Linked DNA regions of Mus musculus: all the other regions are linked to region 1. Evidence: chromatin contacts called from public Hi-C data. All regions are on one chromosome and are shown on one strand. Each heading gives the region's core, a stretch centred on a gene start, on an enhancer-like site or on the middle of the called end of the contact. The rest is flanking DNA. Distances are from core to core; before and after follow the strand shown.

Region 1 (5,578 bases), core at 2,203-4,702:
CTGTGAATGGAGGGTGAGTGTGTGTTTTGTTAGTGCACATGTGTGCTGATATGTGGTGGCCGGTGGTCAACCCTGGATGTCATTCCTTAGTCAGTGTCCATCCTTTTCAAAGATGAGTGTGTAGTTAACCAGTTAGTCTAGGTTGGCTGGCCACCAGTCTCCACATTTATTTTTGTGTGTGTTTTGGGCATTGAACTCAGGCCCTCAAGCTGTGTCCAGAGGGTGGTTTTCTGGGAAAAGAAATTAGTAATATGCTTGGGTAAGTCACTTCACTTCTGTGGTTCTCAGATCCTCACCCATAAAGTGGGTTAGCCCTGTGATGCCACATTTCTAGCAGAGGCTGATGTCAGTGCACTTAGAAGGCGAACCCCTTCAGCCAGGAGATTATTGAGGGAGACAGTGACTGAGGCAGGGTTTTGTGTGATTAGTTCACACAGTGAAGGTCTGGGTCCTATCAGCCCTTGTAAAAGGGGAGGTGGGAGTGGAACGATGAAGGAAGGAGGAACTGATCTGTAGACCAGGAAAGGCTCTTCCAACAGAAGGGGCCAGGCTCAGCTGGCAGAAGGAATACCAACATGGTGCAGGAAGGGCTTAGAAGAGGTGAGCCCAGAAGATTGGCAGGGTGAGCATATTAGAGGCACCTCAGGGCCAGTGCACACTTGGTGGCAGTGAGGAGCCCCTGCAGGCTCCTCCTGAAGCAGCAGCAGGCAGGCAGATTTAAGTGTCTTTGAACATGGGCAGGATTTCTAGGTGCTTGTAATTGGTGGACATGAGGTTGAAGGGAACGGGAGAATTGATAAGGGGCCAACAAAGAACATCATTGTGCGTGTCCAAGTTCATGCGCATTCGTGGGAAATAGAGTGCCATCCCAAGTATCGCCTGTGCCACTACGTCATTACCTTGATGTCCTGTTGCTCAGAGATCTCCGCACATTGCCCCTGTACCACCTTGCCTTCAGCATGTTGGCTGCGTATCATCAGTGCAGTTAGTTGGCTAAAGGGTGTTCTGAGCCAAAGGGTGGACCCCCCCCTCCCAGTTTTCTTCTAGATTCTTCCATTGGCTACTTTCCATGAGAAGAGATTTTCATTGTAAGAGAAAAGTTTTTATGTCATAAAATTGGGCTTAAAGGACTGGAGAGGTAGTTCAGCAGTTAAGAGCACTTGCTGCTTTTCCAGAGGACCAGGGTTCGATTCCAAGCATCTATATCAGTTGATTTAAGCTGTCTTTAACTCTAGTTCTCAGGGGTCCAATGATATATTCTGGCCCTTACAAGCATTGCCTGTGAGTTGTACAAACATATAGGCAGACACACCCTCATACATATACATAAAATGATAAAGTCCTTTAAAAATAAGCCTAAGATATATTGTTTTATAGGTTTTGGCAATTTTATTCAGTGGGTTGTACTGTCTAGAATTTGTATTTTGAGACAAGATTCCTGTGTAGCCCTAGCTGTCCAGTCTGTAGATCAGGGTGGCCTCTAACTCAGAGGCCACCTGCCTTTCCCAGTTTCTGGGATTAAAGGCATCGGCCACTACACCCAGTTTTGTCTAGAATTTTTTGTTTGTTTGTTTTTTGAGACAGGGTTTCTGTGTATAGCCCTGGCTGTCCTGGAACTCAATTTGTAGACCAGGCTGGCCTCAGAAATCCATCTGCCTCTGCCTCCGAAGTACTGGGATTAAGGGTGTGCACCACCACGCCCGGCTAGAATTTTTTTGAATAGAATTTTATGTGTATTGGTGTTTTGCCTGCATGTATGTCTGTGTGAGGGTGTCAGATTCCTTGGAGCTACAGACAGTTGTAAACTGCCCTGTGGGTGCTGGGAAATGAACCCTGGTTCTCTGGAATAGTAACTAGTGCTCTTAATCGCTGAGCCATCTCTCCAGCCCTCTGTCTAGAATTTTTAAAAGCAAATACACAGTTACCAAATTAAAAAAATTTAAACTAGGAGTGGTGGTATAATGCCTGTAATCTCAGCACTTGGGAAGAGGATCAAGAGTTGAGGCTGCCTGAGATAGAGGAGATTATGTTTATAAGCACACAAAAACAATAGTAATACAAAGAAAAATTTAAAAATCTGCCCTCCTTGCTGGGCAGTGGTGGCATAATCCCAGCACTTGGGAGGCAGAGGCAGGTGGATTTCTGAGGCCAGCCAGGGCTATACAGAGAAACCCTGTCTCAAAAAACAAATCTGCCCTCCTGAACAGGTGCACCCTAATGAGAATTCCTGTGTCTTTTCCCAAATCACTTCCCACTGTATGCTGATACAATATTCAGTTGAAATTGATAATATTGTTACACCTTGTTAGTAAATTGGTTTGTTTTTTAAATATTTGGGATTATGGGATGCATCCACAAAGTACAGAGTGTCACCCATCTGTAGCCACAGAGGTTTAACAAATGTTGCCATTTTCTACTGACATCCTGTTCTGGGTTGGTGGACTCTGTAGTAGTCCAGTTACTACAGACCGGCCTAGTAGACATGAGTGCTTTAGGTAATGGTGATGTTCTGCTTATATAATCGATGCAGACACACCATACCCCACTTTGTATGTTTGCCTGGCCGGGGGGGGGGGGGGCATCCTAAGGGGACACCGACGTCTGCCCCCTCTCTCGCCTCAGCTGTGTTACTATCTGGGTGTGTGATATTTTTGTTGCTTGTATTTTGAAGACAAGGTCTCTGTAGCTATGTAGACCAGGCTGTTCTCGAACTATTGATCCGCCGGTCCTGGAGGAGTGACTCTTCTTTCCGGTACAGTGGCTTGCTTGTCCTGATCCCTAGGCTCTCAGTCGTTGAGAAGCTTAGAGAACTAAACTGCAGAAACCTCCCTGGGCCTGGTTCAGGAGATCCCAACTCTTCCCACTTCAGCTGAACTAGAGCCTCTCCACCCCTTTTCCCGGGCCGCGCTAGGGGCGGGGTGCCGAGATGTTTCTGTGACGTCAGCACGCGCAAGACCAATCCCCCTACCCAGGAGACGTTAAATCATTTGCATGGCTCCTCAGTCATTGGTCTCTTCAGCCCTGGGTTGTCCCAGCTGTTTAAAGGCGCCGTCTAACGGAACAGAAAGCGAGCGAGTAGAGAGGCGAGGTGAGCTATGAGGTCATCGCAGGCCTGCCGGGCTTGTGGTGACGTCATCTCCGGGAAGTGTGCTTGCCGAGCTAAGAGCGGTCCTCTCACCTCGGCTGCGTGAGAGGCTGCGTGCCCCACAGAGGCCGCGGCCCTAAGAAGGTAACCTTGACCTGTTAGTGCGTGCCACGGTCCCCGTACCTGGGCTCGCACCGCTCATCACCTGCGACTCGGCCTTGTGGGCTTTGAAGTATGAGGTGGGGGCGAAGAGGCTTTTTTAGCCAGCCTTTCAAGATGGCGACCCGCTAGTCACGTGCCGCCCGCAGGACGCGATTGGCCGACGCGCGGCGCGGGGCGGGGCCTGCGGGGCGGGGCCTGCGGGGCGGGGCGGGTGTCCGCTCTTGCCGCTACTGTTTGCTTGCGCGTCCTGGCGCGCCCCCGCGAGCCGCCTCCCGCGCTGCGCGCCCCCGCCGATCCGAATGTTGTGAATCAAAACGTGGGGCTGGTTCCATCCGGCCGCCGCGGACAGTTCTTAAAGGGCCAGCCCGCCGGAGAGCACAGCTGCGTCCTGCGCCGCCCTTCTCTCGGGCCCGGGCTGGGGAGGCGGAAGACAGAGCAGGCTCGCGAAGGAGCGGGCGCTTCACCGTCCGCACCCCGCATCGCGAACAAAGGAGCCCGCGTGTGGTCGGACGGCTGCCGGTGAGTCGGGCCGGGCCTCTTAACTTCGGACCCGCACCCCGGAACTACGGCTCCCTCGGGGACGCGTTGTTTGCCGGCCTCGTAGGCGTCGATCCCGGGCTGAGGGAGTGGTGGGAGACGGCGGCGGGGCCCCCGGGCCAGGTGCTGCCTGCGGCTACCTAGTCCGGGCCGCTCTTCTGCCTTGCAGAGCGCTGCGGTGGAGGGGAAGGAGCCAACCCCTCCCCCTGCAGCCGCCACTTCCTTTGTTGTTGCTTTTGTCTCACGCCGAGCACATGGTCCGGGATCCTCGGCTCTTAAAGTCACAGCGCTCTAGCCCCAGCGGTGCTGCCTGCCTTTTCCCCTCAGTGTTCCTCCGAGTGCGGCATTACGGAGTAAGGGGAACAACGGAGGCCCCTCCTGAGACAGGTGTACGAGCTTCGGTCCCATCCCCAAGGAGGGGTAGCTTTGGAAAACTGCTGGAGCCCCACGGCCTGCTTTGGGGAGGAGCCTTATCCTCTGGGACTTTGTTTTCCTTCCCCATAATGTGAACACCTAGTTTCTTGTCTGTGGCTTTTTTAGGGGCGCCCTGGGGAGATTTCAGTCTCTATTGTTAATAAGGCTTAGCCGAAACTAAAGGGGTTCTTTAACCAAGGTCACCCAGGGAGTCTAAGCTGGCCAAGGTGTGGTGGTTCCGCCCTAAATCGCCTCCTCGGCCTTTGTGGGAGTTGGGAAGCTCCTACTTAGAGGGAGGTACGGCGAGCATGTAGGGTAGGGGAACTTGTATTCCCACCTAAGCCTGCTCGTCTGCTAGAGGGAGTGAATCTTTCTGCAAACCGACCCTATTCGACTCTACTCAAGGGTTAGAATGTGTGCTTGGGACTCTGTACTTGGCTGGCGGGGTTGTGGACCCATGGGGACAAGAGATAGACTTAGGGGAGTTTACACAAACTTTATGGATAGAGAGCAGTACAGTGAAGAGAGGTGTGGGAAAGCAGTGGTGCTGGTTGACCTTGAGTGTGTTGATTGGTCCAGCTCAGTCACTCTTGCGTCTCTGGGACACTACTCACGCATAAAGATACTACATCTCACACGTGGCTCCTGAAGTACTCTGTAGTTTTCCCTCCGACCACTGTCATTGAGACTACTGGGGCTTTGGGTCTAGGGAACCAGCCAGGAGGACCAATTGTGTTCCCCGTGGTCTAGAACAAGTCCTTGGGGTTTCAGTAACTGAAATGGGTGTGTCCCCTCTTTACCACTTTAGTTTCTGGCAGGAGTTAAAGAACCACCTTTCTGTTCCTCAGGTACACTGCTGGACACCATGCTCGTGCCTCCTTTAGCGCTTAGGGACTTGTGTCTACCTAGGGTAGGGGTGCAGGAGGAGGCCAACCATTCACACCACAGCTGGCCTTCACTTAAGGCTGCCTCTTCTCTTCCCTTTAAAGTAGCCTTTGATGGGTCCCTGAGAGATCGTTCTTAGGTTCCCATTTTTACAGAGGAGGAATCTGAAGTTCAAGGAGAGGAAGTGATGGGCCTAAGACCCTGGCAAGAAGTTGGGGGTGATGCTGTTACCTTTGGCTCCATTGCTTCCCACTAGATGTCCTTCTGTCTGCTGGGTTGGGATAGGCCAGGCATCTTGTTTCAGGTATTTGAGTTTTCCCTGACCTGGAATCTCAAAAGTGGGGGCCTATGTGTCAGGGTATCTTGGAGAGAAGGCCCATTTTCTGACTGAGGAGGGAGAGCAAATGCAGTTGGGTTGTGTGTGTGTGTGTGTGTGTGTCCATCCATCCATCCATTCCTGTATGCTTTAGCCTCATTTCAGAGACTAAGATTTGG
Region 2 (5,578 bases), core at 2,263-4,762, 3.7 Mb before region 1:
GATGCTCAAGGAGGTGGGGGTCAGGTCCCTTGGAGTTGGATATTACACACTGCTGGGAGTTACTCCAATCCTCTGGAAGAGCAGTTAAGTTCTTAGACCAGGAACCATCCCTCTAGACCTTCAAGTTTTGTTTTGTTTTGTTTTGTTGAGACAGGGCCTCTCCTTTTATGCGACTTTGGACCTCTCTATGCAGACCAGACTGGTCTCCACTGAGATCTATTCGAACCTGCCTCCCAAGTTCTGGGATTAAAGGAATATACCATCACACCCAGCTCTAACATTTTTTAGGGACTATTTAATGACGTGAAAAATATATTCGTATTTCCTTAGCATAATAGCAACATATAAAGTTACAAAACTTAATCCTCACCACTTTTATAGTAAGAAAAAATACTTTTATTAACCTTTGTACCTGATATTTGGCTACTAATACATATTTACATTCTAAAAACTACTAAGACTTAAACAGAACCAAGTAGGAAAATTCTGCTAATTACCACTAAGGTTTAGGCATACTTGGCTCAATGATTAATTTTTAATCAGATTCAGATTTTTTTAATAGAACACCATTCCTAGATATTGTATGTGGCATTCAATCAATAGCTGAGATCTTAAATCAGTAACAAAGATTTATATCCATTTTATGTTTCTATTATTTTCCTTTAAAAAATAAGTTGGGCTAAGAAAGATGGCTTAGCAGGTAAAGGTACCTGCCACTAAATGTAACGATGAGTCTACTCCTATGGTCCAATAGGGTAGAAGAGAACTCTGCACAGGGTTGTCCCACAGGGTTATCCCCTGGCTCCCACTTAGTCACACTACAAAATGTTTAAATAAATAAATAAATAAATAAGCACTTACTTCTAACACCATTTTAACTTGTTAAAGACACTAAGATGACTTTAGAGTTCTGGGAAGGTAATAGACCTTACCTTTTATAGGGATAAAACCGTTATATTACTGTTGACATAAGAAGTAGCCACAAAGCTTGGCTGGTGGCACATGCCTTTATTCCCAGCACTCAGAAGGCAGAGGCAAGCAAATCTCAGGGTTTGAGGACTGCCTGGGTCTACAGAAGAAGTTCCAGCCAGGGGTACACTGAGAAACCCTTATCTTGAGGAAAAAATAAATAAAAATAAAACTAGAGAGAAAATCCCACTTAGGAGTCTCTAACCCAGCTCTGTTCTGTCATCTTGAATATGGTTTCTATCCTCAATACTTTTTAAAACTTTTTTTCATTATATACACATGTGTGGAGGTTAGAGGTCAAGAGAGTAAGGTCTGGTCTTCCCCCATCCTGGAGATGAAATTTACCTTGGCAGCCAACACCTTCACCCACTGCTCCATCTCACCTGTCTGCCCTCTTACCTTAGTTTTGTTTGTTTCTTGAGACAGTTTGACTATGTAGCTCTGGCTGACCTAGAACTCACAGATTCACATCTCTGCTTCCCAGCTGCTATGATCAAAGGCATGAACCATCATAGTTTATTCTACTTTTCAAAAAACTCCCTCACACATAAAACAAAACCCACAATGTATTCAAAGTACTGTAATAAGCATTGAATTGTCAGCACAAAGTGGCAAACAGGACAGAACTCGGGGTATGGTGCCTACAGTATTTCAAATATTTTCTCAGCCAGCTACTGAACTGTTGAAATTATATTAAATCTCACAGCTAAGTCATACTGAATCCAAATTGATACTAAAGCATTAGGTTAATGGTTACCCAGGAGCCACTAAAGGAAACAAAGTGGCATGGGCTTTGTTGTGACACCCAAATCCAGGGCCTCCGCACTCAGTGTGCTACACCACTGAGCTACAGTCTGAGGTTTTAATAAGGAATTGAAAACCTCCAACTCTAAATAGAAAATGAAGGACGGACAAAAGACACTTTGATTACTCAAAGAGAAAACCTAAAAAAGTGAGAGAAGAAAACAAACAGGTATAACTGGGGGGTGGGGGTGGGCGCAAGAACAATCCTGCCATGAAATCTTGAGGAAGCAACTTCTCACTAGAGACTAGTCAAGACAATTTCTGTAGTTTCCTTTAGATTCCCACTTCTCATTTACAAAAAAAGTTGTTAGCGGGGTGGTGGAGGCGGCTATGCAGGCAATAATCTCAGCACTCGGGAGGCAGAGACAGGGGGATCTCTGAGTTCCAGACCAGCCAGGGTTACACGGAGAAACCTTGCCTCGGAAAAAAAAAATGTTGTACTAGAAATACTAACTTGCCGGGCAGTGGTGGCACACGCTTTTACTCCCAGCACTTGGGAGGCAGAGGCATTGGATTTCTGAGTTCGAGGCCAGCCTGGTCTACAGAGTTCCAGGACAGCCAAGACTACACAGAGAAACCCTGTCTCGGAAAAAAAAAAAAAAAAAAGAAAAAGAAAAAAAGAAATACTAACTTTAGCTGGCCATGGTTACGCTTGCCTTTAATCCCTGCTTTGGGAGGACGAGGCAGGTGGATCTCTTGAGAGACCCTCCGGGTCAAAAACCACCATATGAAAAATCTTGAGCCAGGAGTGGGGGCACACGCTTTTAATGCCAGCGTTTGAGAGGCAGCGGCAGGAGATCTACAGGATCCCACGACAGCCAGGGCTACACTAGGCTGTCTCAGAACGAGAGCCCCCTCACCAGATCCTCAAGCCCCAGTCTCTTCTGTCAGTTAGGTAAAGGATGGCTCGACCGCTCTGTAACGGAGCGATTTACAGGGTGCTGGCCGGTGTGCACATTTTGGGATTATTCGAGGGAAAGGTAGGACAGGGTGCGCTCGCACACACGCCTCGCTAACTGGAGGTCACCCCTACAGGCTGACATCCGGACATCAGCCAGAGTCTGGGGACCGTGGAGCTCTGCTGTGAGGATGAGGAGCGAGGCGAGCACCCGCAGTGACCCTCCCTTCCCCTGGTGGGGCAGCCATGGCGGGGCAGTGTGCCTGCGAGCTTTCTCAGGGAGGGTCCCAGGGAGCGCTGCAGCACGGACGCGCGGGCATTCCCTACGCGGCGTTCCCGGGGGGTCTGCATCGCACCGGCCCAACACGGAAGTAAGCCCCGGGCTCCCTGGGAGCGGGCGCCGCTTCCAGCCCTCCCCCGCCCTCCCCGCCGGGGGAGCCGTTAGCACAGCGGGTTTCCCGGGCGCCGCGGAGGGGGCGCAGAGCCCGCAGCGCCGGGGAGGGAGGGGGCGAGCGAGACGCGACAACGGGTAGCTGCGGAACCCGGGCGGAGCACCGACCGACCTGGCCTTCCCGCCTCGCCTCGCCTCGCCTCGCACCGCAGCGTGATCCCAGGGCCGCGCGCCGCTCTCCCTCTCCCGTTCCCAGCTGGGTTCTCTTTTCCCTCTTTCACTTCTTCCCGCCCAATCGGGCGCTCACGGGGCGACCGTCCCTCCTCCAATCGCGCCAAACTCCCTCGGGGCTCGAAAATCCCCCCGCAGTCGCCCCTCCCGGCACACGTGAGCAGCGCCGCTGAAGTCTCGCGAGAGGTCTGTCACTACTCCCCTCCCCCTCACCACAGAGTGCGCGAACGAGAAAGGAGGAGGGCGCTACAGGCGACAGCGCTGCAGACGCCATTATCCTCTGCTTCTCCGCTGCACGGACGTCGCCGTCGTGCTCGTCTCCCACTCGATTGCGGCCTGTAGGTATCTGGGTGGGCTAGGGCTTCGGGGTAGCGAGTCCCCGGAGCGGGTTGGCGCCCCGGGATGGCGGCTTGGGCTATCCCCATGCCCGAGTTTTCTCAGGCCCGCGGCCTTCCAGCCCAAAGGGAGTCGCCGGCGGAAGGCGGGGTTCTCGGCGCCGTAATTGACGCGGCCACGGGCCAATCGCTTCGCGCTCGCACCACCGCCGAAGCCTGGGCAGCCAATGGGGCGCGACGCTGAAGTGGGAGGGGGTTTGTCCTCGTTCTCTGTCTAGCAGTGACCGACCGTCGGAGGCGGCGCGGCCGGGAGGCAACGGCGGACTCGCGCGGTGAGCGGGACGGGCGGGTCGCGCTGGCTGGAGCGGGGTCGGACGCCGTAGTCGGCTGTCCGGGGTGGCGTTCGGGGCGGCCGTGGCCCGCCGGGGAACGTTGCCCGGGTTCCCCTCCCCCCACCGCCGCCATTTCCCCGAGCGTGCCCCTGCGGTTGGCGTGCCGGCGCTAGGTGGCTTGAGGGACCCGGGAAGGAGAGGCCTGTGGGTTTGCGACGCGGGCGCCCCGTGTGGAGGGAGCGCCGGGCCGTCCGGTGGACTCGCGGGTGTGGTGTGTGTGTGTGCGCCCCGGCCGCCCTTTGTCCCTCCACGGCGTGGGCCTCCCTCCTCACCCCACCTCCGGGGTGGGGGGTGCTGCGCGGCGGGGCCGATGGGGCGGCCGCGGCGGCTTTGTCTCGGGTGGTGGGGGAGGTGCGGGGGACGGGCGCTCGCGAGCCCGCGTGCTGGGTGGGGGAGGGGGGTCTCGCGCGACTCCGCCTAGTCGCACGTAGTCGCCATTACGCGGGCCGCCATTTCCTGTCGGATCCGGGTGAGGAGAGGCTCGCCGCTCGGCGACGGTCGCTGGCCGCTGCTTCCAGGCCCGGCCCGTGGGCGGGAGGCGAGCGCGCGCGGTCGGTCTCGCTCGGCGGACCTGTTAACACCAGCGCGCTGTGGGAACAGCGGCCGCGGGACGAGAGGGCTGGCTGGGCCTGTTTGTGTGCGTAGACCCGGCTGATTTGCCTGAATCCATTTACCCCCGCGGCCGGGGGTTTAGCGGAGTGGCCGGCCGATCTCTGCATTTAAAGTGGTCCCCAGAGGGATCGTCATTTGCTGCCGGCGTTTTGGAATAGGAGAAGGCATGAGGGTGATGCCTCGACTTTAAGATCCTGTGTTGGTCCTTGGCTTTGGTAGGACTACGAGTTAACTGGACCAGTTGTGATGGTTTGGTTGCAGTCTTGGAGAGTTGGGTTAGAGGTAAAATTGTTGGGAAATAGCCTTTTTTACGTTGCCTAAAATAATGGTGTTGGTGATTAAAGATTCCGTGGCTTTGCTGAATAATGGTGGTCGTTTCCATCTGGTTCTTTAGATTTCTGTGTCTGAAAGTTCAATGTACCTTGTATTTGCCGCTAAGTTTTTTAAAGTTGGCAGATTTCATTGATTAGTGTTGTCAGTCACGACCAAAGGCGGGGAAAAAATTACTACTAGCCCTACTATAACACTAGTTTTGTGATAAGACGTGGTCTTTTCAAGAATTAGTCTCGTGAACAAAATTATATGTCGACTAGTTTTTCCGTTGTAATGAAATGAAGCAAGTTGCTGAGGACGGAATTACTGGTCCCCCACACCCCTTGCGGGGGGGGGGGGCGCAAGGCTCTGGTGGTGGAGGTGGTTAGGGTGTGCTTCATTGAGACAATCTAGTCTAAAAGAAGTCCATTATGCCTGTCTCTCCTCAATTATAGTTTTTAAAAACAGTTCACTTTTAGGAATATTTTAGTTTCCTCGAATCAGACCTTGTTTTTATATACTACTGTAGCACTAGGATGTCACTTGTGTGTGCTGGAAGCAGAATCCTTTTTTTTTTTTTTTTTTTTTGGAAGATTTTAAGCAAAAGAGTGTTTGCTTTCTGATAAGCCAATGT
Region 3 (5,578 bases), core at 1,371-3,870, 3.4 Mb before region 1:
CTGAGCTGGTGAAATGACTCAGAACTTAACAGCTGCTCTTGCAGAAGACCTGGGCTTGATTCCCAGCACCCCCATGGAGGCTCTTAATCTTCTGTAACTCCATACATACACCAAAATAGCTCCTTCCCTCCAGCTTTCTGTTTGCTGAGCTAATATTTTAGCCCTCTGGTGTTCATGTGAAGCACACTCCACCCCACCCTGCTGCATGTATCAAATCCTGGCATGCAATGGGGCAATGAAGTTACTGTCTTAAAAACTACTTTATGGGCTGGAGAAATGGCTCAGCGGTTAAGAATACTGACTGCTACCTGGGCAGTGGTGGCACACGCCTTTAATCCCAGCACTTGGGAGGCAGAGGCAGGAGGATTTCTGAGTTCAAAGCCAGCCTGGTCTACAGAGTGAGCTCCAGGACAGCCAGGGCTACACAGAGAAACCCTGTCTTGAAAAACCAAAAACCAAAAACCAAGCCAAACCAAACCAAAAAAAAAAAAAAAAAAAAAAAAAAAAAAAACAAAAACAAAAAAAAAAACAAAAAAAAAACAAAAAAACAAACTGACTGCTCTTCCAGAGGTCCTGAGTTCAATTTCCAGTAATCACATGGTAGCTCACAACCATCTGTAGTAAGACCTGATACCCTCTTCTGGTGTGTCTGAAGATATCTACAGTATACTCACATAAAATAAATCTTAAAAAAATTAAAATGTTTTAAAAATTATGTGTAGGTGTGTGTGTGTCTGCATGTGCACATGAATGCAGGTGCCCGTGGAGGCCAGAGCTTCAGTTAGACCGAAGCCCTGACCTGGGTGCTGGGAACTGACCAGAACTCAGGTCCCCTGGAAGCTGCAAGTGCTGTTAACTACTGAGCCATCTCTTCAGTCATGTAGTTCATTTTAAAATGGAAAAACCAACCAACCAACCCACATTTCTCTTGTATGCACTGGCTGGTTATGTGTATCAACTTGACAGAAGGTAGAGTCATCAGAGAGAACAGGACTTCAGTTGAGGAAATGCCATGAGATTCAGCTGGAGGGCATTTTCTCAATTGGTGATCAGTGGGGCAGGGCCTAGCTCATTGTGGGTGGTGAGGGCCATCCTTTATGATCCTGTGTGCTATACTAAAGCAGTCGGAGAAGCAAGCCCTGTGAAGCTAGAAGCTAGCAAGCAGCACCCCTCCACAGCCTCTATCAGCTCTTGCCTCCAGGTTCCAGTCCTGTTTGAGTTCCTGTCCTGACTTCCTCCAGTGATGGACTATGATCTGGAAATGTAAACCAAATAAGGCCGTTCCTTCCCAGCTTGCCTTATTTCTACAACCCTAAGACACTGTAGAAATTGAGATCTTATCCGTGAACACTAAGCACAGTCCCTGACAGTTTTTTTTTAAAATCTAGTTATATGGATAAAGTTGGCAAAATGGCTGTTCATATTCACGAAGCTGGCAGCCCAGTAGAAGCTGCTGGCTGCAGGTCACAGGGGTGCACCAGATGAGGGAGATGAGAAGTAACGGGACAGAATGGGGATAGGACGTGTCGGGGGACACTGCTCCAACTCTAGTTAAGTCCCCTGGGTTTAATTCCCAAACCACAGTTGGGATGGCGGTGAGAAGGCAATAAAAATAGGAAATCTCATAGGGCATGCTTATAATCTAGTGCTTGGGAGTTCGAGGTCAGCCTGGCTCAAGGCTAGCAGTGTAAGGATGGGGCCGAATAAATCCTGCGTGGCTCGCAAGGAACATGTCCGCAGGAGCTCGCTGCTGAGTTCACAGGGCGGAGCATCGCCAGCGGCTACCGCAGGCCTGGCTCGGGCCTGGTCTGGGTTACCCGGTCTCAAGGGCTTTGGTGGTGTTCCCTCTCATGGGCTTGCTTCGGCGGGCAGAGTGGCACGGGGCAAGAGTCGCATTGGATTAATGGAGCCACCAGCCCACCGTAAACGGCCAATAACCGCCTTGGGGTCAGGCCGAGGCCCTCCATCTTTGTGCCGCCCCTAGGGGAGCCGACGCCGGGTGCGGGCCGGCCCCCAACAGTCAAGTTTTTAAAAAGTCCGCGCGGGGGCCACCCGGGCTGATCCGTTGGGAACGGCCAGAATTCCCGCGAGGACGAAGCGTGCGGGCGACAGAGGGTTCCGCACGGGAGGCGCCGGGCCAGTGCTCGAGAGGAGCGCGCCCGTCCCGCGGCAGCGGAAAACGGAAGTGGGTCTGAGGAGCAGCCGCTGATTGGCCGGCAGGTCACGTCCCTCAAGGGGCTGGCGCGAACGCCACTGCGGAGCTGGGCCTGGGCATCCGGCGAGGGGAGGGAGGGAGGGACGACTGCGGGAACAGCCGCGCGGTCGCCAGGAAACGCTCCACGGAGACGCGCGGAGGGCTCTGGCGGGCGGTCTCCCGGGCCCCGCGGCCCCGCGGCCCCGCGTCGAGTGCGAGCGCGGAGGCGGAAGGAGCGGCGGTCGCCGAGGAGCCCCAGGCCCGGACCGGGGTGGTGGGGAAACCGCGGAGGGCGGGGAGGCCGCGACCGAGAGCGGCGCTGCGGCGCGGTGGGCGGGACCAAGGCGAGCGGCCAGGCGATTGGCCGGCGTCCCGGCGTCGCTTGTGACGCACCGCGCGGGGAGGGTGCGCGCGCCTTCAGCGGCCTCTTTGTGTGGTGTCCCGATAGGGGAGCGGAGGTGGCGGCCGCGGCGGCCCCGGTCGGGTTCCAGCGTCCTCGGCTCGCCCTCGGGCCGGCAGCGCGCCCCTTCCCTCCCCCTCCCGCCCCTTCCCCGCCGGCGGTGGCGGCGGCGGCCGGGCCCGGGCTCGGACGAGGCCTCGGCGACCGCTAACGGGCGACGGCGACGCGGCGGAGCGCGCAGGGCGGGGGCAGGGCCCGGGCGGCCGACATGGAGAACTCGCAGCTCTGTAAGCTGTTCATCGGCGGCCTCAATGTGCAGACGAGTGAGTCGGGGCTGCGCGGCCACTTCGAGGCCTTCGGGACGCTGACGGACTGCGTGGTGGTGGTGAACCCCCAGACGAAGCGCTCCCGCTGCTTCGGCTTCGTGACCTACTCGAACGTGGAGGAGGCGGATGCCGCCATGGCCGCGTCGCCGCACGCGGTGGACGGCAACACGGTGGAGCTGAAGCGCGCCGTGTCGCGGGAGGATTCGGCGCGGCCCGGGGCGCACGCCAAGGTGAAGAAGCTGTTCGTGGGCGGCCTCAAGGGCGACGTGGCGGAGGGCGACCTGATCGAGCACTTCTCGCAGTTCGGCGCGGTGGAGAAGGCGGAGATCATTGCCGACAAGCAGTCGGGCAAGAAGCGCGGCTTCGGCTTCGTCTACTTCCAGAGCCACGACGCGGCCGACAAGGCCGCGGTGGTCAAGTTCCACCCGATCCAGGGCCACCGCGTGGAGGTGAAGAAGGCGGTGCCCAAGGAGGATATCCACGCGGGCGGCGGGGGTGCGCGGGCGGCCCGGGGCGGGCGCGGCGGAGGCCGGGGCCGCGGCGGCGGAGGCGGCGGCGGCGGCCGAGACCAGAACGGGCTGGCCAAGGGCGGCGGTGGCGGCGGCGGCGGCTACAACAGCTACGGCGGCTACGGGGGCTACGGCGCCTACGGGGGCGGTGGCGGCGGCGGCGGCTCATACGGCGGCAGCGACTACGGCAACGGCTTCGGCGGCTTCGGCAGCTACAGCCAGCACCAGTCCTCGTACGGGCCGATGAAGAGCGGCGGAGGCGGCGGCGGCGGCGGCAGCTGGGGCGGCCGCAGCAACAGTGGACCGTACAGAGGCGGCTACGGCGGCGGCTACGGCGGAGGCTCGTTCTAGAAGCCGGGTTCCGGATGCCGGCGGCGGGCGCGGCCATCGTCGCCCTCCGCGCCCGCCCCAGGTGCCCTCGGGGGAAGCCGCTCACCCTGGGGGGCACGACACCCCCCGCTTGCCTGCCCGTTACCCCCCCTGAAGGTGGACTCGGCCCCACACACACACATTTTTGTGTTACAGTCATTGATGGACTCTATTTTTTTATTATTACTTGGACCTTGGTCGTTTTTATACTAGCAAAAAAATGTCTTGTTTTAATTTGTGTTTTTTGGGGGGGCGGGTGGGCGGGCGGGAGTGAACTTGCTGATTCTGTAGCAACACCTGGGTGGGGGTTGGGCGGGAGGGTAGTTTACTTTGTTGTAAGGACTTGATACCTGGCTACAGCGTTTTCTATGAAACCTACTTGGATCCCATGCCTGGAATTTGGAAGCATATGTACAAAAATCATTTTTACGTTTTATTTTTAATAAATCATTGTGTTTGACCGTACATGTCTAACATTTTTTTTTTCCTAGGATCCACTCCTTACCGTTTTAAAGGATATTTTTGTTAGGTTTTGATGTGTACTTCGAGACGCTTAAAGGAGGTCTTGTGGGCTCTTTTTTTTTTTTTTTCCCCTTCCTGTTTGCCCAGTTAGTGATGTTGAATTTACCTTTTACAGACAAAATCTTTCTGAAGTGGTGGATGTGGCTGTTTAGTCCTGTGCATCCATCTCTTTGTAATAAGCGATTTGCTTATCATCTTGACATGGTTGGTTCTTTCTATGAGAATTTACTTCAAAACATGTACTGTGTAGTTTAAAAAAAATAGTTTGTGTTTAAAGCATGTGTTCTCATTCATATAAACTGTTTAAAACTTTTTTAGGTGACCTAGTTTCTTCCTTATTGGTTTGTCTGTAATGAATGGTTACAAATAAGGGTTCTATTTTACCCTAACACTAAATGAGTTTTTTTTAAATGTATTTTCAGAGCAGGTTTAAAAAAAGCGTTTCTTCCCTAAGTCTGAACTTTGTCCTCTTTTAAGTCCAACGGATGTAGCACCATCTGCTGGTAGAGTGGCAGTATAGCTGCAAGACGGTTGGTTAAGAAAAACCCAACTTACTTGTTCAGGACAATTTCATCAGATTTAGCAGTTTGCCATCAGAATTCTGCAGACTTGAAAGGTCCACATTTACTTGTAGCTGAGACGGGCTTCCCGGGAGTGTAGTTAACAGCCCGCATCAGTCACTTTTTCTACGTGAGATTTGAACATGTAAACTGCTATGCATAGCTTGGGCAGTAGCCCCAAACTGCTCCGGTAGCTACTGAAGCAGCTGTGTGTACTGGGGTTTTAGGTGCAAGTTGTAAAACAAAATATCTGTATTCTGCTTGGTTAACGTGTATTTGTAGCCCTTCATGCAATAGAATTCAAGTTGTTGTTTATAAAAAAAAAACAAAAACTGATAATAGAAGAAAATGCCTTCCTGGATAGAAACATAGAATAGCAACGTTTATGGATATCACAAATAAAGAATTCAATTCTTACATGATTGAGTGAGAGTATGTATAACCTGGTGGGTGGGCTCAGAGTACCTGCTATCTTACTGGGTTTGACGAGATGGTAAAAATTTGACTCGGATTTTGGAAGCCTAAAGCCTAATGGCATCAAGCTTTTCAGAAAAGATTTTTCTTTTTACCTTTTAAAATATTTTAATGTTGGAACCCCACATTTTAAGTTGTCACTGAATAATTCCTAAGATCTGATTCTTGCCAAAATATTGTAAGTACTAAGGTTCTTAAAGAGGTAAGAGGATTTATGTTTGGCT
Region 4 (5,578 bases), core at 1,631-4,130, 3.0 Mb after region 1:
AAATTTCAGCCTCACTTTAATTACCCCTGGTTTTAACTTTACACAAAGTTAGCAATTAACATTTTTTGACCAGTATAAGTCAAGTCTGAGATGGAGGTGCAAATTCAGCTCTGGACTTTTGGAATTGGGATAGTGCAGTCCATAGTCCACTCTAAGCACCAAACTGCCCATAACAGGTTTTAAGCTGTGGATTTGAGCGCAGATAATCCTTAACCAGCTTTACCACAAGGCCGATGACTACGTGCCATCACTGCCATTTCCAGGCACATATTAAATAAATATTCTTACCCACACAAGTTACCACTCATTCTTGAAATACTGCTTAATGTTTTTGTTACTGTTACTGCTTTGCTGCTATATATCATAGTGGAGGAAGGAAGGATTGCCAAGTTTCAGGGCACCTATTTGAGTTCAGAGAGACTTCCAATAATCAAGACTGTACAAAATAACCCATGACCTTATCTTTCCACTGATATCAGTCTTTGTTGTTGTTTCTGGGGTTTTTTTCCCCGTTTTTTTTTTTTTTTTTTTTTGAGACAGGGTTTCTCTGTATAGTCCTGGCTGTCCTGGAACTCACTCTGGGATCAGGGTGGCCTTGAACTCAGAAATCTGCCTACCCCTGCCTCCCAAGTGCTGGGATTAAAGGCGTGCACCACCACTACCGCCCGGCCACTGATATGCCTTAAGTGACAGACATTATGCTTGTCAATTAGCTTTCACAAACAGTACTGTCTCTACAAGGCATTCAGATACAAGGAGCCTCAAGTATCTCCTACCTGATAAGTCATGTCAAGAGGCTGCACTTCATATGGGGTCATTTATAATGTACATGATTTTATTTGTATATTACTACTGATCATGTACCAGGAAAACTATTCTCAGAACCCAGTTTTTGTTGGAATACAAAAAGTGCAATATATGACTCAAGTGCAAAGAAATCCTCCATTTTATTTCTGTAAGGACAGGCTGGGCCTGATGACACACAGGTCCCTCCCCGGACTAGTAAGGCAGATGCAGCTAGAGCTGTCTACATGGAGTTCCAGGACACCCTGGGTTATGGAGACTCCCTCAAAAATGCCCAAAAGGACTCCCATGATATTTGAGGAGCAGTCTACTCTGTTCCTAGTAATCACCCCTTCACAAAATCACTAAGTTTTGAACTTTATCCAACACACATAGTTCTACTATAAACAAAACACCCTAGACTCACACCTCTGTGTCATATCACCAGTACACAGTCCCTGTCAAGAGCACCTCTCTAATTCTTTTGTAAAGGTTGGTCAGTTAAGCTCAAGCTAGTGTGGCAACACACCCACCATCTCAGCAACTGCTAAGGCAGAACAGCAAGCTTAAACACTTCATGTTTCAAAATAAAACACTTTTTTTGACCTCTGGATTCCAGTGGGTAATAAACTAGCTCCTACTTTATATTGGAGTAAAATACTTAAGACAGACCAGCAGTTGCTCCCCAAAACACGCACAACTTATATACTCCAAGTTTAGAAACTAAAACTATCTCACTTTGACAACTAAAGAAATGTATATAAACCCATATGCTAAACATTTCCATCCAAATAATTATTTGCCTAATTTAGAAAGACAGTACAATTACTTTCGGTCATTTTTGGATATTTCCAAACCAAGTTCTGAGTTACTATAACGACCAAATATTAAGCCAATTATCACATGGTTACCATTGTGAAGTTTGTAATTACTATGTAAAGACTGTTATGTATTTAAATTTTTTAGTAAGGGGGAAAAAAAAAACCCATGAGACTTCCCTACTTAAGAACATTCAAGTTTATAGCATTAGTGCATCGTCAAACAGCCTGGAAAAAGTTTTCTGGCTGTGAAGACTTCTACACTAGCGGACTGAGAGAATGGGGGGTGGGGCGGTGAAGCCACTCTTTTAAAAAGTGTCTCATCCCTCAAACAGCATTCTGGACACTAACCTAAAAGGGCAGCAAACAGAAAACAAGGTCACTATTTGCCCAAGGGAGGAACAGGTTTTACCCACCTGGAGTCCTTGACTGTGTCCCAGAATGCAACGCTCTAATCCCAACCCAGAAGAACCCAGCGACGGAAAGGCCTTTGAAACCACACCCCAAGTCATAAGGGATACAATAAAGTTAACTACAATCCTCCCTTACTTTCCACAATCCCATTTGCTAATTATATTAACGTAGGTACTACCTTCCTGCGCATCTCAGGATTTAAAACTCAAAACTTCCTCAAAAGCCCCAAACGTGGCCAATATGGACTAGCAGTTGAAGGTAACGTAGCCACCACCACCCCAATCCTTCCGAAGGCAATCTCGAGTTTTCAATTTGATCTTGAAGCCCTTTAACAACGCCCCGTGTTACAGCGTCTGGAGCCGTTACCCATCAGACACTCGATAATGCCCGTCGGGTGCGTTTCCGGGGACTTCCCCTCCCGGCCAGTCCGGGCCAGTGCGGTTTGCGGTCGTGAACTCCCAGACTAGGCGCTGCCCACCCATCTAACGACTCCCCATCTCCTGCGATCCCCGCAACACTACACAAAGCAAGGCTGCCCGGACGGACGGAGGCCTCTAAGGGGGTCCGAGTCCCGACCACCAGGTCTGACCTCCCAGCGCGGCCCTCCTCCGCAGGCGCTCCTCACCGGTACTCGTAGTGCTCATCGAAGTACTTGTCTGAGTAGTAGATCTGCTTGTGGGCCATCCTGCCGGCGCGCAGAGGAGTAAGCGGGATCAGGAAACCGGGCGCAAGGGGCTCTACGTCCGCCTAGGGCCGACGCAACGACTCGAATGAGGCCAACGACCGCAGGCCCAACGCTCTGGATTTGAATCCGACAGCCCTCCGCCGATTGGGCGAAGCCACCAACCAATCACGCTCCGCGCAGACCTCGAGGACAGGTAACCAATCAGAAGCCTGTTGCAAGATTGCGAGGGCGGGAGTAAGGATTGGCTAACGATTCAGCGAGGAGCGCCCGGCGACCCCAAGAGATATTGAGAAGGGCGGAGCCGAGTCGTTAAGTGCCTCGCAGCGCGTGCGCAGTGGTTTAGAACGTGCCTGGGGGCAGAACCGTTGGGTGGTGGGCGGACACGAGATGAGGTATCCGGGGCTCTGGGGGCCGGAGCGGCACGAGACGCCTGGGGGGCGGTCTCTGTGGTCAGGGAAGTCCAGCTGCGGAGCGTTCCAGAGGGTAAGGTGCCCTCCGCTGCCCCTGATGGCAACGCTAATTACGCTTGGCTGCGAGCTAGTCCCATCTTAAAAAGATGTGCTCATGTAAAAGGAAGTTGAAAGGGTGTTAAGTCGTGGTTTCGTGCAGCAAGTTACATATAACAACCATTTTCTACAATGAGCAGGTGTCATTTTTCTTTTAATATTTTTGCGATTTGTTGCAGTGGATGAATTGCTCTGGTGTGGCTGTTAGGATAACAAAGTAACCCACGGCAGCTGGGCGTACTGGCCCACACCTTTAATCCCTGTACTCCAATGCCAGGTCAACACCCCTCCCTCCTCCTTTTTTTTTTTTAGTTTGGTTTGGTTTTTGTTTTTTCGGAGACTGGCTTTTCCTGTGTAGCTCTGGCTGTCCTGGAACTCACTCTGTAAACCAGGCTGGCCTCGAACTCAGAAATCCATTTGCCTCTGCCTCCCAAATGCTGGGATTAAAGGCGTGCGCCACCACCGCCCGGCTGTTTTTTGTTTTGTTTTGTTTTGTTTTGTTTTTGAGACAGAGTTTCTCTGTGTAGCCCTGGCTATCCTGGAACTCGCTCTGTACACCAAGCTGGCCTCAAACTCAGCGATCCTCCTGCCCCTGCCTCCCCAGTGCTGGGATTAAAAGTGGATGCCCCATCACCGTCCAGCTTCAGCCTAATATCTTTAACAGATGGTAGGATAGCAAAGTGTGATCCTGTCTAAAATAATAAAAACGGAAGTCAGCATGTAACTACAATTTTATTTTTTTATAGAGTTGGGTAATCAGGTGCCTGCAATCTTTTAACGACAGGTTTCCCGACTTCACTTGGCCCTCAGTTAAAGAGAACACAAGATCGTCTGACTTCTTGCACAACTTTAAAGTTATTTTTAGCACTAAAATAATAAAGGTGCTAATTGCCTACCGATATTATCACGTGAGACAACAGGTGGGATTAAAATTTCAACATGTAAATAGGAGGATGTAAGCATACACTCTATAACACAAATAATATGGAGGTATGAGTTCTGTTCTGAAAGATCTTTAATTACTATCTAAGCAGTGGTTCTCAACCTTCCTGATGCTGCAGCCCTTTGATGCAAGTGGTGATCCTTAACTTTATAATATTTTGTTGCTACTTCATAACTATAATTTTGCCACTGTTATGAATTGTAAATCTCTGATACTCAGCTCCCATGGGAGTCTAGTAGATTGAGAACAGCTGATCTAGAGAAAGTGCCCTGCTTTCCAAGTCTCCACTGATAGGGAATCCTTTAGATCTCCTGCTCACCAGAACGGACATTGGCTTACACATTGTTTCCCTGCACTATTTATTCTCCATGCAGTGAATGTAGAGAGCATACTTACTTTGTTTATTATCCATGTCTAGAGCACAGTAGAGTCCCTGTGCATGGTGGATACTCAATAATGAGGTTCTTAAAAAATATACCAGCCAGCCGTGGTGGCGCGAGTCTTTAATCCCAGCACTTGGGAGGCAGAGGCTTGAGTTTGAGACCAGCCTGGTCTACAGAGTGAGTTCCAGGACAGCCAGGGCTACACAGAGAAACCCTGTCTCAAAAAACCAAAAAAAAAAAAAAAAAAAAAAAAAGAAGAAGAAGAAGAAGTAGTCGTCGTCTCTATTCCTAGATAAATAATCTGGGAAAGGAAAAGGAAATCTTTATAGCAGATGTATTTTGAAAGACAGTTGCCAGGCATGTTGGCTCACTCTCTTATCCCATAGGTCAGGAGGCTAAGACAAAAGGATTGCTAAGAGTTCAAGGTCTCTCTGGGTTACATAGTACCAGTCAGCTAAAGTTAACAAAGTGAGATTGTGTTCTCAAGAAACAAATGAGAGGCTGGGCAGTGGTGGCCCACGCCTTTAATCCCAGCACTTGGGATTAAAGTAAGTAAGTAAGTAAGTACTATAAAGCAAAAAGTATTCTAATAGATGCAGAAAAATAATAAAATTCACATACATATAATTCAAACTCAATAAGTCTACCTACCAGGCACTGATTAATACTACTCAGAAATTATAAGAAGGGGAAAGTTTAACTGGGAAGAGTATCCATAGAGACCGATGTTAACATAATTCTTATCAAGAAACATTAGAAGTAGTCCCTTAAGGTTTCTCTGTTAGCTTTGTCAACAGCAGGAAGTTCAACTTGCCAGTGTAGACAGTGTATCCTCAGTCCCTCTCAGGAACCTCATCCTGTGTACCTGCGTCCTTGATGTCCGCCACAGTAACAGATCCCTGAAAGGGAAGTTACACATTTACAAACTAGGCAGCAAAAACACACCCTTGAAGAGTTAGTTACATGCAAGTGTTACTGCCCTTACCCAATAGAATAGTCTAAGTGACATCTGAGACTAGTCCCTAGGAGGCGTAACAGCTTCGACT

The links. Hi-C and Micro-C count contacts between places; a contact is called where the count stands out from the background.
Region 2: a Hi-C map of B cells shows a contact between it and region 1, with 5 read pairs. The contact joins the promoter of Hnrnpk here to the promoter of Rnf44 in region 1. A contact is called at or near these places in 1 of 39 promoter capture datasets (cranial neural crest) and 3 of 484 Hi-C or Micro-C datasets (B cells, CD4 T cells and embryonic stem cells).
Region 3: a Hi-C map of double positive thymocytes shows a contact between it and region 1, with 9 times the contacts expected there. The contact joins the promoter of Hnrnpa0 here to the promoter of Rnf44 in region 1. A contact is called at or near these places in 1 of 39 promoter capture datasets (liver) and 2 of 484 Hi-C or Micro-C datasets (CD4 T cells and double positive thymocytes).
Region 4: a Hi-C map of CD8 T cells shows a contact between it and region 1, with 6 times the contacts expected there. The contact joins the promoter of Cks2 here to the promoter of Rnf44 in region 1. A contact is called at or near these places in 2 of 484 Hi-C or Micro-C datasets (CD4 T cells and CD8 T cells).

The regions. Positions count from the first base shown.
Region 1 is chr13:54,685,682-54,691,259 of GRCm38.p6, reverse strand. It overlaps Rnf44 (ring finger protein 44), which reads left to right and starts at 3,452. Exons shown (of 11, transcript NM_001146026.1): 1 at 3,452-3,766.
Region 2 is chr13:58,400,446-58,406,023 of GRCm38.p6, reverse strand. Hnrnpk (heterogeneous nuclear ribonucleoprotein K) reads left to right here and starts at 3,512. Exons shown (of 16, transcript NM_025279.3): 1 at 3,512-3,631. Rmi1 (RecQ mediated genome instability 1) reads right to left here and starts at 3,427. Exons shown (of 3, transcript NM_028904.3): 1 at 3,235-3,427.
Region 3 is chr13:58,125,598-58,131,175 of GRCm38.p6, reverse strand. Hnrnpa0 (heterogeneous nuclear ribonucleoprotein A0) reads left to right here and starts at 2,620. Exons shown (of 1, transcript NM_029872.1): 1 at 2,620-5,297. The coding sequence starts at 2,863. The coding sequence ends at 3,780. It overlaps Gm40964 (a long non-coding RNA gene), which reads right to left and starts at 421. Exons shown (of 4, transcript XR_001780964.2): 1 at 1-421.
Region 4 is chr13:51,642,534-51,648,111 of GRCm38.p6, reverse strand. It overlaps Cks2 (CDC28 protein kinase regulatory subunit 2), which reads right to left and starts at 2,880. Exons shown (of 3, transcript NM_025415.3): 1 at 2,641-2,880. The coding sequence starts at 2,699. It overlaps Gm52049 (a long non-coding RNA gene), which reads right to left. Exons shown (of 3, transcript XR_003950639.1): 2 at 5,518-5,578; 3 at 4,795-5,431.